4 separate regions of the Zea mays genome follow, and all the other regions are linked to region 3. The links are chromatin contacts, called in public Hi-C maps. All regions are on one chromosome and are shown on one strand. The core of a region is the stretch at or near the end of the contact, and the rest is flanking DNA. Distances in the headings are between cores, read along the strand shown.

What was found. A called contact is a pair of places that touch in the nucleus more often than the background predicts.
Region 1: a Hi-C map of leaf shows a contact between it and region 3, with 2.9 times the contacts expected there. The contact joins the promoter of LOC103629098 here to the promoter of LOC100192049 in region 3. A contact is called at or near these places in 6 of 25 Hi-C or Micro-C datasets (bundle sheath, ear, leaf and 1 more).
Region 2: a contact with region 3 is called in a Hi-C map of leaf, with 4 times the contacts expected there. The contact joins the promoter of LOC103637774 here to the promoter of LOC100192049 in region 3. A contact is called at or near these places in 8 of 25 Hi-C or Micro-C datasets (bundle sheath, ear, leaf and 2 more) and 1 of 3 datasets of contacts at active chromatin or transcription factors (leaf).
Region 4: a Hi-C map of leaf shows a contact between it and region 3, with 4 times the contacts expected there. The contact joins the enhancer-like site here to the promoter of LOC100192049 in region 3. A contact is called at or near these places in 6 of 25 Hi-C or Micro-C datasets (bundle sheath, ear, endosperm and 2 more).

The regions. Positions count from the first base shown.
Region 1 is chr9:2,220,136-2,223,185 of Zm-B73-REFERENCE-NAM-5.0, reverse strand. It overlaps LOC103629098 (NF-X1-type zinc finger protein NFXL1), which reads left to right and starts at 1,590. Exons shown (of 1, transcript XM_008650302.3): 1 at 1,590-3,050. The coding sequence starts at 1,919.
Region 2 is chr9:1,800,059-1,803,201 of Zm-B73-REFERENCE-NAM-5.0, reverse strand. LOC103637774 (potassium channel KOR1) reads left to right here and starts at 1,813. Exons shown (of 12, transcript XM_008660831.3): 1 at 1,813-2,500. The coding sequence starts at 2,247.
Region 3 is chr9:2,054,606-2,057,434 of Zm-B73-REFERENCE-NAM-5.0, reverse strand. It overlaps LOC100192049 (MACPF domain-containing protein), which reads right to left and starts at 1,384. Exons shown (of 8, transcript NM_001365510.1): 1 at 846-1,384; 2 at 462-703; 3 at 69-270. The coding sequence starts at 1,139.
Region 4 is chr9:2,186,327-2,189,144 of Zm-B73-REFERENCE-NAM-5.0, reverse strand. No RefSeq gene overlaps it. Among protein-coding and RNA genes, the nearest start is that of LOC103639653, 25 kb to the left of the region's middle. Within about 2 kb of position 1,559, at least 17 of the 20 cell types and tissues checked have an H3K27ac peak or open chromatin away from gene starts, as enhancers often do. A contact at or near this core is called in bundle sheath, ear, endosperm and 2 more, where this site is marked.

The DNA.
Region 1 (3,050 bases), core at 341-2,840, 170 kb before region 3:
TGTCTAGTGTGATGACCGTCCATACTGTCGTACGTTAAAGTAGCTCTGATGGCGACCATTACTGTCCGTTGGCCTCCGTCTGCGCGTGTATATATATACGAGGAAGGGAAGCTGCTTCTAGCTTGATAGCATAATACGCTTGTACAGTCTCAGACGTGTTGCACACATCCATTCTCATCTCACCTTCTACGAGCACAGAGAGTGTGGGAGAGCAGGCCTCCGAAACCGCCGTCCGCAGAGAGACACTTGCATGGTGTGCGAGCGATCAGGTTTTTGGAGAGCGTACTCGCGTCTGCTCGCTTCGTCCGCTCGACCAGCACTGATAAAGTTCCTCGTCGTCGGCGCCGTTCGAGGGACTGCACTGCGTACATATGTCTGTGTTGACTGCGTACGACTACATCGAACATACACACGAGATGTCTCATGTGAATAGAGCCACTAATGCCTTGAGCATCGGTCCCTCTGTAGGATACACTTTATTCTTAGCATTTATGTATATTTTACTGTTGATTACTACTTATGTGATGAGTAGTGATACACATATATAAATACATGTCGTCACATATATTATTCTAATTTTTTTATTAAATTAAAACTGAAAATGTAATTTTTTGATTAAATTAAAACTGAAAATGCTTACGGGGCGTTTGGATCCCTTCATTTTAGAGGAATTGGAATTCACTAAATAAAATAACTTATTTAGTTTGGAATTTGACATTCCACCGCTTTCCAAAGTTCAGATATTAGTCTATCTCAAATTCATGGGTTGGGAGATGGGAAATGATTTTATACAGTAGTAGAATTTGTTTCTACTCTATAACTTAAGTGACACTCTTTGTCTCACTCCTCTATAGTAAAAATATAGCACATAAATATCTCCGACATCTTGCTAATAATAGTATATAAATATATTTTGTATAAAAATAAATTAGCTTAATTGATATATGCATAAATTACTATTATTAGAATGAAATTCAATTCCAATAATTCAAACGGGGCGTTAGTGAAATTGATTCTCGTTGGAAGTGGTGTGGAGCACCCCGAGGGGCACGACCAGAATAAAAGTAACGTACGGATCCGGTTTTCCGAGATGCCTCCATGTCCGTGGCGCCCAAGTTTCCTGCTTTGACTATGACAGAACAAAAACAGCTTTTCTGAAACGAAAAACAAAAGTGGGAGTATGCGTCTGGCAGAATGAGAGTGTAGGCATACTCCCCATATTTTTAAATAATTCATATTTTACAATTTAAAGTTTGTTTTAAAATATTTAATCTTAATTTTAATTTTTTCTAATATTTTATATTCTCATTAGATCTTCATCTTTACTTCTCTCTTTCCACCCATTAGCGCTTTTGATTTCTTTTTAAATTTCGTGTTCAAACCTATATTATTAAATATTTAAGAAGGAACGAAGTGCAATATATATCTCCACACTTTTTGGTTTCTCTGTACGAATCGATTTTTTTTACAACACCTTTTTTTTTTCTTTTTTGAGTTTTAGTTGACAATTGACGATGTCCCGATCTATCGGTACCACAGCAACGCCGGAGGCCGGAGGCCGGGAGTAATACACACGTGGTGACGTCACCGCCGCAGAACTGAACCGACCCGATCGTATCGCACCATACACCTCGTCATCTCGAACCATCCGCGGACAGAACCAGGCCTCCTCTCTCCTTCCTCTTCCCCCATCCCCCTCGCCGGATCGCCGTCCTCTCCAAGGCTCCTCCCAATCAAATACCCTCCCACCCCTCCCGTTACTCACCACCACTATCCTCCTCCGCCGCTGTATCCATTCCCCCCACCCCCACCGCACTCCACCCCCTTCACCAACACTCTTCCATACCCCACCGCTAACCCAGACCCGACGGCGGGCGGCGCCGCAACCCTAGGGTTACTCCTCCCCTCCCGCCGCCGTATGCAGCCCTCCACCGATCGCCGCCGCGGAGGTGGACCCGTGGCCACCGCCTCCCGTGTGTGGCGAGCCCGCCCCGCCGCCTCTTCCCCCGGCTCCGCCGCGGGCCCCGCCGCCGCCGGCCCGATTTTGCCCCTCCCTAGCTCAGCCCCGGAGGCCCGCCCGCCCCGCCGCCGCTCGCGCCGTTCCAACCACGGCAACAACCAGAATCACCGCCCCGCCGCGCCTCAGGAGCAAAACGACAACGCAGGACACCGTCGCCGCGGTCCGCCGCCGGAGAGGCCGGCTCCCGCGCCGCCTGCCCCTGCCCGTGAGCACGCACCGGCGCCTGCGGCGGTGGAGACTCGGGGCGATGGGGCGGTGCCGCAGCTGGTGCAGGAGATCCAGGACAAGCTCGCCCGCGGCGCGGTGGAGTGCATGATCTGCTACGACATGGTGCGGCGGTCGGCGCCCATCTGGTCCTGCGGCAGCTGTTTCTCCATATTCCACCTCCCTTGCATCCGCAAGTGGGTGCGCTCCCCGGCCTCCGCCGCCGACGCATCCCCGGCAGCAGACCCCGCCTCCCTCTCCTGGCGCTGCCCGGGGTGTCAGTCCGTGTACGCCACCCTGGCCCGCGACCTCGCCTACACCTGCTTCTGCGGGCGCCAGAGAGATCCCCCCAACGACCATTTCCTCACACCCCACTCCTGCGGCGAGCCCTGCTCCAAGCCCCTCGAGAGGGCGGAACCCCTTTGCGCCAAGGGTGAGGATGTTGACGCCACCAGGTGCCCGCACGTCTGCGTCCTTCAGTGCCATCCGGGCCCGTGCCCGCCATGCAAAGCATTTGCTCCGAATCGACCTTGCCCCTGCGGGAAGGAGATCATCGGGCGGCGGTGTGCGGACCGGAGCACGCCTGTTACCTGTGGCCGCCCTTGTGAACAGCTGCTGCCTTGCAAAAGGCATCGCTGCGAGAAGGTTTGCCACACTGGTTCTTGCGGGGATTGCGCTGTTCCCATTTCTGCACGGTGCTTCTGCGGGAAGAAGAATGAGACACTGCAATGTGGAGATATGATGGTAAAGGGGAAGCTGTCTGAGGAGGACGGGGTGTTTTCTTGCAACGAGGTGTGTGGCCGCACGCTTGCCTGTGGGAACCATG
Region 2 (3,143 bases), core at 564-3,063, 250 kb after region 3:
AGCTCCTATTCATTGTCCGGTGCTCCACTGACTCTGCGCTCTGACTCTGCCGCGCACTGTTGCGCACTGTTCTTCTGTTCTTCAGCTTTTGCAGTCGACCGTTGCGCGAAGTAGCCGTTGCTCTGGTGGCACACCGGACAGTCCGGTGAATTATAGCGGAGCGCGCCCGCAGAAACCCGAAAGTGGCTGGTTTGAGTTGTACGGTCCTAGTGCACCGGACACTGTCCGGTGGCATACCAGACAGTCCGGTGCGCCGTTCCTCAGCACATTCAAGTTTCTTTTGCTCCTTAGTATTTGATCCCTAACTTGAATATTTATTGGTTTGTATTGAACCTTTTTGCACCTGTAGAACATGTATTCTAGAGCAAACTAGTTAGTCCATATATTTGTGTTGGGCATTCAACCACCAAAAATAATTGTGGGAAAAAGTTAACCTTATTTACCTTTCAGTAGGTTATTTGTTGGAATTTGACATTCCATCGCTTTCTAAAGTTTAGATAAAAGTCTATCTCAAATTCATAAGATGATGGGTGGAAATTAATTTTATTTATCACTATTCTATGTTTCTACTCTACAATTTGTAACACGCTCTTCGGTTCATTCCCATATAGTAAAAATATAGCATATATATACCTCCCCAATATAGTCAACAATAGCATATAAATAAATTATGTATAAAAACCTTTTTAGCTTAATTAATATATGTCATAAATTATGATTATTATAGTGAAATTCAATTCCACGGATCCCAACGGAGCCTAAGATTATTCTTATTATATCATATTGTACTTCTTCTATTTTAATATATAAAATATTTTAACTTTTCTCGATATATAAAATATTATTATGTAATTAGATATACAATATATATAGAAACATACTTAAAAGTATCGTATTGAAACATTAAAATGTCTTATTACTTAATGTGGGAGTGAGTATATAATTAATGAGCGCAATATAGGATCTTTTGGTGGCATATCAAATAATTTAAGAGTTTAATATGTAAGAGAAGAAAACTATATATAAAATTATGGTGACATAGCTTGGTTTACTATGTCTAATACCAAGACAAATAACCTACTCTATTATATAAGATTAATTTAATGTATGACTAGTCTATGACATAGCTAGTAAATTCATTTTTTTATATCCATACACACAAACATACAACATCTAATCTATACCTCATTATATAATCCACCACTTTAAACTTTGTAAAACCCACCAAACCAAATTATCCTTACACCCATGGCCTCCACAAAATTCACCAAATAAATTATACCTAAACTTAACACATCATCAAAACAACGGTTCAAATTGTTATATAAACCTCTCTTCCTTACTCACTCAAATGCAATGGACAATATTATTTAGATCATCTATCATCGCTTCATCTCCCTCCGCGTCCCCGCCATCCCCTCTCCTCATCCGTGTCACCGCCGCCGTGCCGTCAACCCTTTCTCTCGCGCCGTTATCGTCATAATCGTCGTCGATCCCTATCCTACATGGGATCGTAGCGTTAGCATGCACTGTATACTAATTATTTTAAGTGGTGTTGCATTGAAAAGGGTTAAGAGAGGATGCATTTTTTTCAAAAAAAAAAGTTAGAAAAAAACACCTATGATTATGAAACATAGATCAAAGGTCACACATAAGTACATAGACACATTACGTTAGTTAAGCAAGAAAACTAAATAAATACATCTCCCATCCCATGAAACAAATCCTTGTGGTTTTGCCTTCCCGGCCCTTCGCTTTCCCGGCATCCCCAGGGGCCAGGGCTATGAGTCTCCCGCCTCTGCCGTGCGGTCTATCCACCAGTGATACAAACCCCTTTGGTTTTGCCTTCCCGGCCCCTCGCTCTCCCGGCATCCCCAGAGGCCAGGGTTAGGAGTCCCCCGCCTGCCGTGCCGTCCATCCCACATCACCGCCTATCACCGGAGGACGACGCATCTATCCCCTTTTCCCTTGCTGGTTTCCTCGCCGCGGTTTAAACCCTTTCACGGCTTGCCCTGCTCAGTGCTCAGCAGCTTTGCCCCCATCGTTCCGTGAGCTCAGCCTCTCCGCCTATAAATGGCAGCCCCGCCCCCCTGCAAGTTCAAACGCACGCCGCACGCTCGCAGCCGCCCGACGACCGTGGCCCCCACCGTCACCATCTCCTGCCACAGTGCCACCGCCATCACTGCCCCGCTCGGGATTCCTTCCTATCGCTGCCGCTGCAAGCCGTTGGTAACGAAGCTGCGATAATGGTGATGGGGCTGGGGTCGAAGCGTAGGGTGGCGGAGGGCGGCACGGAGCCCGAGGAGGAGTCCTCGGAGGAGTACGAGGTGGAGGAAGTGTGCGACCACATCGCCTCCTCCCGTGGCAGCCGCCTCGCGCTCTTCGGCTCCGACCTCCGCCTCGGCCGCTTCCGCCCGCGCCGGCGCAGGCGCCGCCCGCTCGCCGGGGAAGGCGCCGCGGAGGGCTTCCTCCACGACCTCGTCATCCACCCCGACAACAGGTACGTGATCGACGCTGTTCCCTGCTGTCCACGCGATATCGTTAATTTGCTTTCGAAGCTTCCAGTTTCGCGCGCTGGCTGTCGGTTGTTCTGGAAGCTGGCGGCGGCGAAGCGACGCGGCGCGCTAGATTTCTCGGTTTCCTCCGATCGTATGGCTCCGCCGAATCGCCCCACAATTGATCGACTGCGAGTCTACCACCCCAAACCAATATTGTTTTCGGTTTTCTAAATTCATACCCTTAGTTCTATTGTTTTTATATAAAAACGTTCATCCTCTGCTTATAATATTTGAAGCTCCAGCGGTGAATGTGAATCTCCAATAATTTTCTTTTACTTTTTAAAGCCTTTGGGTTGGTCGATTTGACGCGTCGGCTGAGGCTGTGGATCAGCCAAAAATCCTATGCATCCGGGATACACTCATCAATTTAGAGGATGTTTGGTTTATAGCCACTAAATTTTAACCCCTCCATTTTATTTAATTTTAGTCTCTAAATTGTTAAATATATAAAATGAAACTATATTTTAGTTTTCGTATTTTACAATTTAGTAACTATAGTAACTAAAATAGAGAAACTAAAAATTAGTCTCTAAAAACTAAACACCTCCTTATATTCCCTCACATCTGTCACACACGAACATATAA
Region 3 (2,829 bases), core at 135-2,634:
TCCAGCAGTCCAGTTGAGTAACATAGGAGAGGGGGGGTGTTGAGCTGCTCTGGTCTGGTGTCGCTGACCTTAGATTTGTGTTCCCTGAGTTTGCGGTTGGAAGGGGGCAGGGTGCAGGTCCCGGTGAAGAGCTGGTCACCGAGCCTGTCGAGGTGCTCCTTGATCTCGGACGGGGACAGCGGAGACGACCTGTCCTGCTTCACGTACACCACGTCCTGCCCACCCAAGCCCAGCCCGACAACGATGTGGGTCCCGTACCTCTCGATGAAACTGCATGCTCACAGTCACAATTTTCGGTTCAGGGGGCCTGGAAGGTTTGAACAGGTCTAATAAGTCCTGGCATTGCAGGAAGCTTTCAACTCGCCGGCTGCTGTGCGATTTTTTCACACACCACGTGGCACAAGCATGTGGGGGACGATTTCGCATCGCACCCTTGGAATTGGAAACCCACATTATTTTACCTTGCTATGGCTGCCGGGTCCCATGCCGCCGGCACGTCGCCGACGACGTGGTCGGCGAGGGCGAGCGGCCGGCAGTCGAGGCGGAGGTCCAGGAGCGAGATGAAGTAGCCGTCGAAGGCGAGGCACTTGGTGGCGGCGGCGTCCTCCGCCCACGAGCCGCTCTCCAGGTCGAAGCAGGAGTTGAAGAGCCCCGACGGGATCTTCCCCGCCAGCGAATTCCGGTGGTTGAACGCCTCCGACATCTGCACCACCAGGTCAACATCGCAAAATCGAACTCAAGAAATTACGCTTTCAGCTTCGACGACTTTGTTTGTTTTTTTTCCCCACCCCCTCCCTACTCCAGTACGCAAGAAAGAAACTTGGCAGCAGGAAGAACAAACCAACCTTGTTGAACTCGAGCACGTCGGACCTGAACCTGATCCGGTCGCCCTTGCCGCACCTGACGTCGGCGGGCAGGTCGGCGACGACGCCGAAGCCCGGCACGACGGCCTTCTCCGCCGCCTTCCTCCCGGCGCTCCGGACGACCAGGCAGCCCCCCGCGTCCTTGCAGTGCTTCAGCCTCAGGTCGCCCGTCATGTCGACGCCCCTGCCGAGGCACCGCACCGCCTTCTCCACGGCCGCCGCGCCGCCTCCTCCGGCCACCGTGCCCCAGCCCGCCACCTCTCTGCTCCTAGCCATGTCTCCTTGGCTGCGTGATGCAACGATCCTGTTCTATCCTATTCCTAATTAACACGCCATTGTTTGAGCACCAGCTTGCCAAGAAACTTGCCAGGAGGAGGAGATGAAGCTGCTCAGGATGTCAAACAAGGCTGGTGACTGATCGTTCCTCTTCTTCGCGTGTCCTGTCCTCGGCTTAGCTGGGACAAGCAAGCAAGCAAGGCTGGTGACTAATTGGAGTTTGACACTTGCGGCATGCAGCTGGGAACACGTAATGGAGAAAATGAAGACTCCATCCAACCTGCAGGGGGGTTGGTTTATATATATATAGGGAGGGAAAGGAGAGAGGCGATGACAGTGGGAACTGGGACATGGGTTAGCCAGAGCCTAGGTTGACTGCGGAATTTGTTTCCTTCGGCACAAATTCTTGAATGGAACCGTTTCCGCCATTATTTTATGGGTGGCCAAGATTTACCGCTCCAGCTTGATGGGCACCGCCGAATTGAAGGGCGAAGGCGTCAAAACCGCTGGTTTATTTTATTCGTCGGGACACGCACACGCCGCCGTCGACTGTAGTTTGTAGTAGCCTGCAGAGCTTCGATCGATCATGTGGTCCTCAAAACGCTGCAGATTTCAGATCGTTTCGATACCATCCGGAACGTAACCATCAGAGGGACGCCGCCGAAGGCCCGAGCTCCATTGATGTCCCTATCGCGTCACGTGCCATGCGCACCGGAATGTCTTGCCTATGAACAGATCAGGAAATCAGAGTGGCTCACCTGGTTGGTTGTGTTCAACGACTTTCTGTGAGCGCTCTTGTCAGAAACGAGTCTTTAACAATTTTAAGCTTTGTTATTAGTCTGGTCTCATCAATCTCTTACGAAATTTCTCATACAAGTAGTTAGGGCGGGGCGTGTAAGCATCTACTCGTATAGATAAGTGTCCGTGCATATATATGGTACTCCTTAGTTCTTAAATATATGACGCCGTAAATTTTTAAGTCATACTCAAACAGTTTTAAGTGATAAAACAAAATATAATAAAATAAATAATAATTAAGGCGACCGCAAGAGAAGTAAATAGACACCAATGGATTTTCACTCAAAGATGATCTTGGCTTCCTTACCAATTTCATCCCTGAGCGTGATCATATGCCCTGAAAATTTCACGATGAGTACAAACGCCAACTAGTAGCTAGATATATACTAAAAGCTGGTTAGAGAACATAGCGAAAAAAATACTAGAATTGAGAATGTGAACAACCAAATAAAGACTTAAAACAATATTGAGTAAAATGGCTCTACTCGATCGGGGTGCAATACCAGATCATCCTATATAAACTTGAGTTGCCCCAGATTTTTGGATTGAAATAAACTAATGCATAAGGTAAAATAAAACAGTTGGATTGATTCGATTGGCTTGTGTGTATAGTGTCGAGCTAGTGGAAGTCCAAGGCTTCCATTAGTAACGAGAAGCCCTAGCCAATTAGCGGATTGGGGCAGCCCGCAGGTCTTCTGGTCCGGTCGGACCAAAGCGTAAATCATTTGCGAAAAAAGCATAAACCGGTTCATCTTTTAGCGTAAACTGTTGAGCTGTTTCGCGAACGAGATACACGAGAAAATCACAAACGATAAATGGTAGTTTCCGATAATATCGCATGGTATGCATGTCAGCGGAAATTCGATCCATAAATATATAGAGAATATTGCGT
Region 4 (2,818 bases), core at 310-2,809, 130 kb before region 3:
TTCCTTGGCAAAGACGTTAGGCAGTCCACCAAGGATTGTCCGGCCACAAAGGAGACCAAAGAAAGAATGGCAAGAACAATGCCGAACCAACCAGTGAAGACCATAGCCCAAACCTACCAGTAGCAATACTCCCAAATACCAAGACATTCAACTACCTCTCTGTAACACCCCAACACTCATTTTGAGAAGATAGTAAAATTTTCCAAAGATTTTGAATTAGAATATTTTTTTAGAATTCTCATAACTTTTGAAGTCTCATCTCCTAAAATAAATGTTTTATAATGAAGATTCAATAAAAGTATTCTTATATAAATTATCCTTTGTTGAAATTTATAAGTATTATATAAGGATAAATGTTAGAGCATCTATTAATAGAGAAACTATTTTTCTTAAAATAATTATGTGTGATCTACATATCCAAAAGCATTTGCTTATGTAGGATATTAAATAAATGAATACATAAAATAATATGAATATTGCATCACAAGCTGAGTTTTTTTATTCTGCATCTAATTTGAGTTTGAAAATCCAAAATATATTCATAATTGAATTTGGCAAATAAGAAAACAGAAAAGATTAAAGGAAAAAGAAAAGAGAATAGATACTTGGGCTGTTTTCCCCTCTTCGGCCCAGTCTGCACATCACCAGACGACCCATCATCACCACAAACTCATCTCACGCGGCCCAAATCCCGCTGCCTCGCGCGCTCCCATTCAATGACGATTGGGTCCCACGCGTTAGCCCATTCCCTCCATGGTGCCACTGCGCGCGCGCTCAGCCTGCATGGCCGTAGGGGCCGACAGGCGGGGGCCGTCTGTCAAACACCCTCGCGCTGACACATGGATCCAGGAGAAATTTCTCTGCTGCGCACGCGCGGGCACCGAGTGGTGGGGCATGGGACAACGCCCACCATGCCCTGTCGTAACAACCTCGGCATGGCCGTGCGAGGAAATCTCGTCGGTGGACCAACCGCGTGGACTCTCCCCGCGTCTCTACGCTATAAGGTCACCTCCCCTGGCCACCTGTTCCTTGAAACCAGTTTTGTCGGCCATGAACGCCAACGTGAGGGAGAGTTGCCGCTGGGCGGAGTGAAGGTTGTTGCCGCTGGCCAATCGGAGGGAGTGCCGTCGTCTGAGTTAAGAACACGGCCAGGGAGGCTCGGCCTATCCTGGCGGATGTGTCTGTGGCGTTGTTTGGAGGGGTGATCGATCGGAGGGCTGGCAATTGCTTGCCGACGATGAAGCTTCGTCAGGGGATCACACTGCTCTGCGGATGGGGTTTTCGCCGCGCTGTGCACTGGTACGCCACCCCTTCATGTTCACACCAGCGTTTGCCCTCCTCCCGGTAGCGCTCGGATTAGGCCCTAGAAGCTCGGATGAGCGCATCTCTGGCGAAATCTAGGCCTCGGATCGGCGGTGCTACCGCGTGTGGGTTGCGGGAGGTGGAAGAAAGATGTTGGCCGTCGTTCTGGGGATCAGTGGTTGTGACTAGGGGAGTCGTACCGTTTCGCCTTGGGGTTATCTCGGGCGTTCGATCTCAATTGGGCGGTCGGGACTAGTGATCTAAGTAATTAAATCAGAACCATCGATCTCGGAACCTAGGGCTAGCAAGAGATACAAGTTCATAATCTATCTGTAGCCATCGAATCTAGATCTAGCGGACCACCTGTGCCCGTACCCGTCCGACCGTGGCAAACTTAATAAAGAGTCTATGTGGTTTATTATATTTAACCCACAGTTCATGGCTATAGTAGAACCATTGCACCAAGTCCGTTTTCTTTCAGATCAGACCCCCGAACTTCTGTAAATAGTGTCCATAGTCCAGCGAATCCAGGAATTTGTAAACTAAATACAGAAAATGATTTTTGTATAAAAAATTATAGAGAACCTAGGGAATTCATAACTATTTCATTTTAACTCTAATTTGACCCGCTCAAGTTGTGTTATCTTCATAATGATTTTGCCTACACTTTAGTAACTTTATTTTGTCATGAAACATATTCTTGAAAATAATTAATTAATCTCTAGTTATCAAATTAACTTTTCTAATACAGGTTAAATGTGATATTATAATCGATTCCTCCATAAGTGGTGAAGATATGATTTCCAATTAAGATATAACTTAAATTACTGTTGAATTAGTTATTTCCTTAATGTATTTTCTCACGTTATTTTATTAATCAACATATAATATAGTTTTATTGTTTAAACACCTAAACTTCAGAAAACTAAATCTTTTGAACCATAACTCTGATTCTAGTGATTCTCGAACCCACAATCTCGTAGCAGCGCGTAGAATATTCTTATGGTGTTTGTTCTCATGTTTGGTATAATGTTATTTTTATGTACTTCTTGTCTATTTGTATGTATTGCTACTAGTACCAGCGAGGTTACGGGTCACCCGGAGACCAATTTGGTGAAGTATCTGGGATCCCAAGTCTAAGGCAAGTTATGCCCTTGATCACTCTTCTTTACCTAATAATATTCTTGTTCATCAATGTGACATGCTTAGGTTAATTTGATGGGACCTAATAGGTTTCCCTAGTTTGTTTACCCCACCCCTTGCAGACAACTGAACTATTGGGTAGACATGCTATTGCTCTACCTGGTCTTGAGATTAATGTTACATTTGAATTATGACCATATTCCAATTATGTTGTTGTTTTAGTTATTGTTCATGACAAGATCATCATGTTAATTGGAACATGGAGCTTAACTTGAGATAACCGTGCTACCACAAGGGTGGAATGGGACACCTTGGCTTACTAATTAGGAAATCTAGTGGAGGACTACCTTACTGAAAGGGAAATATGCCCTTG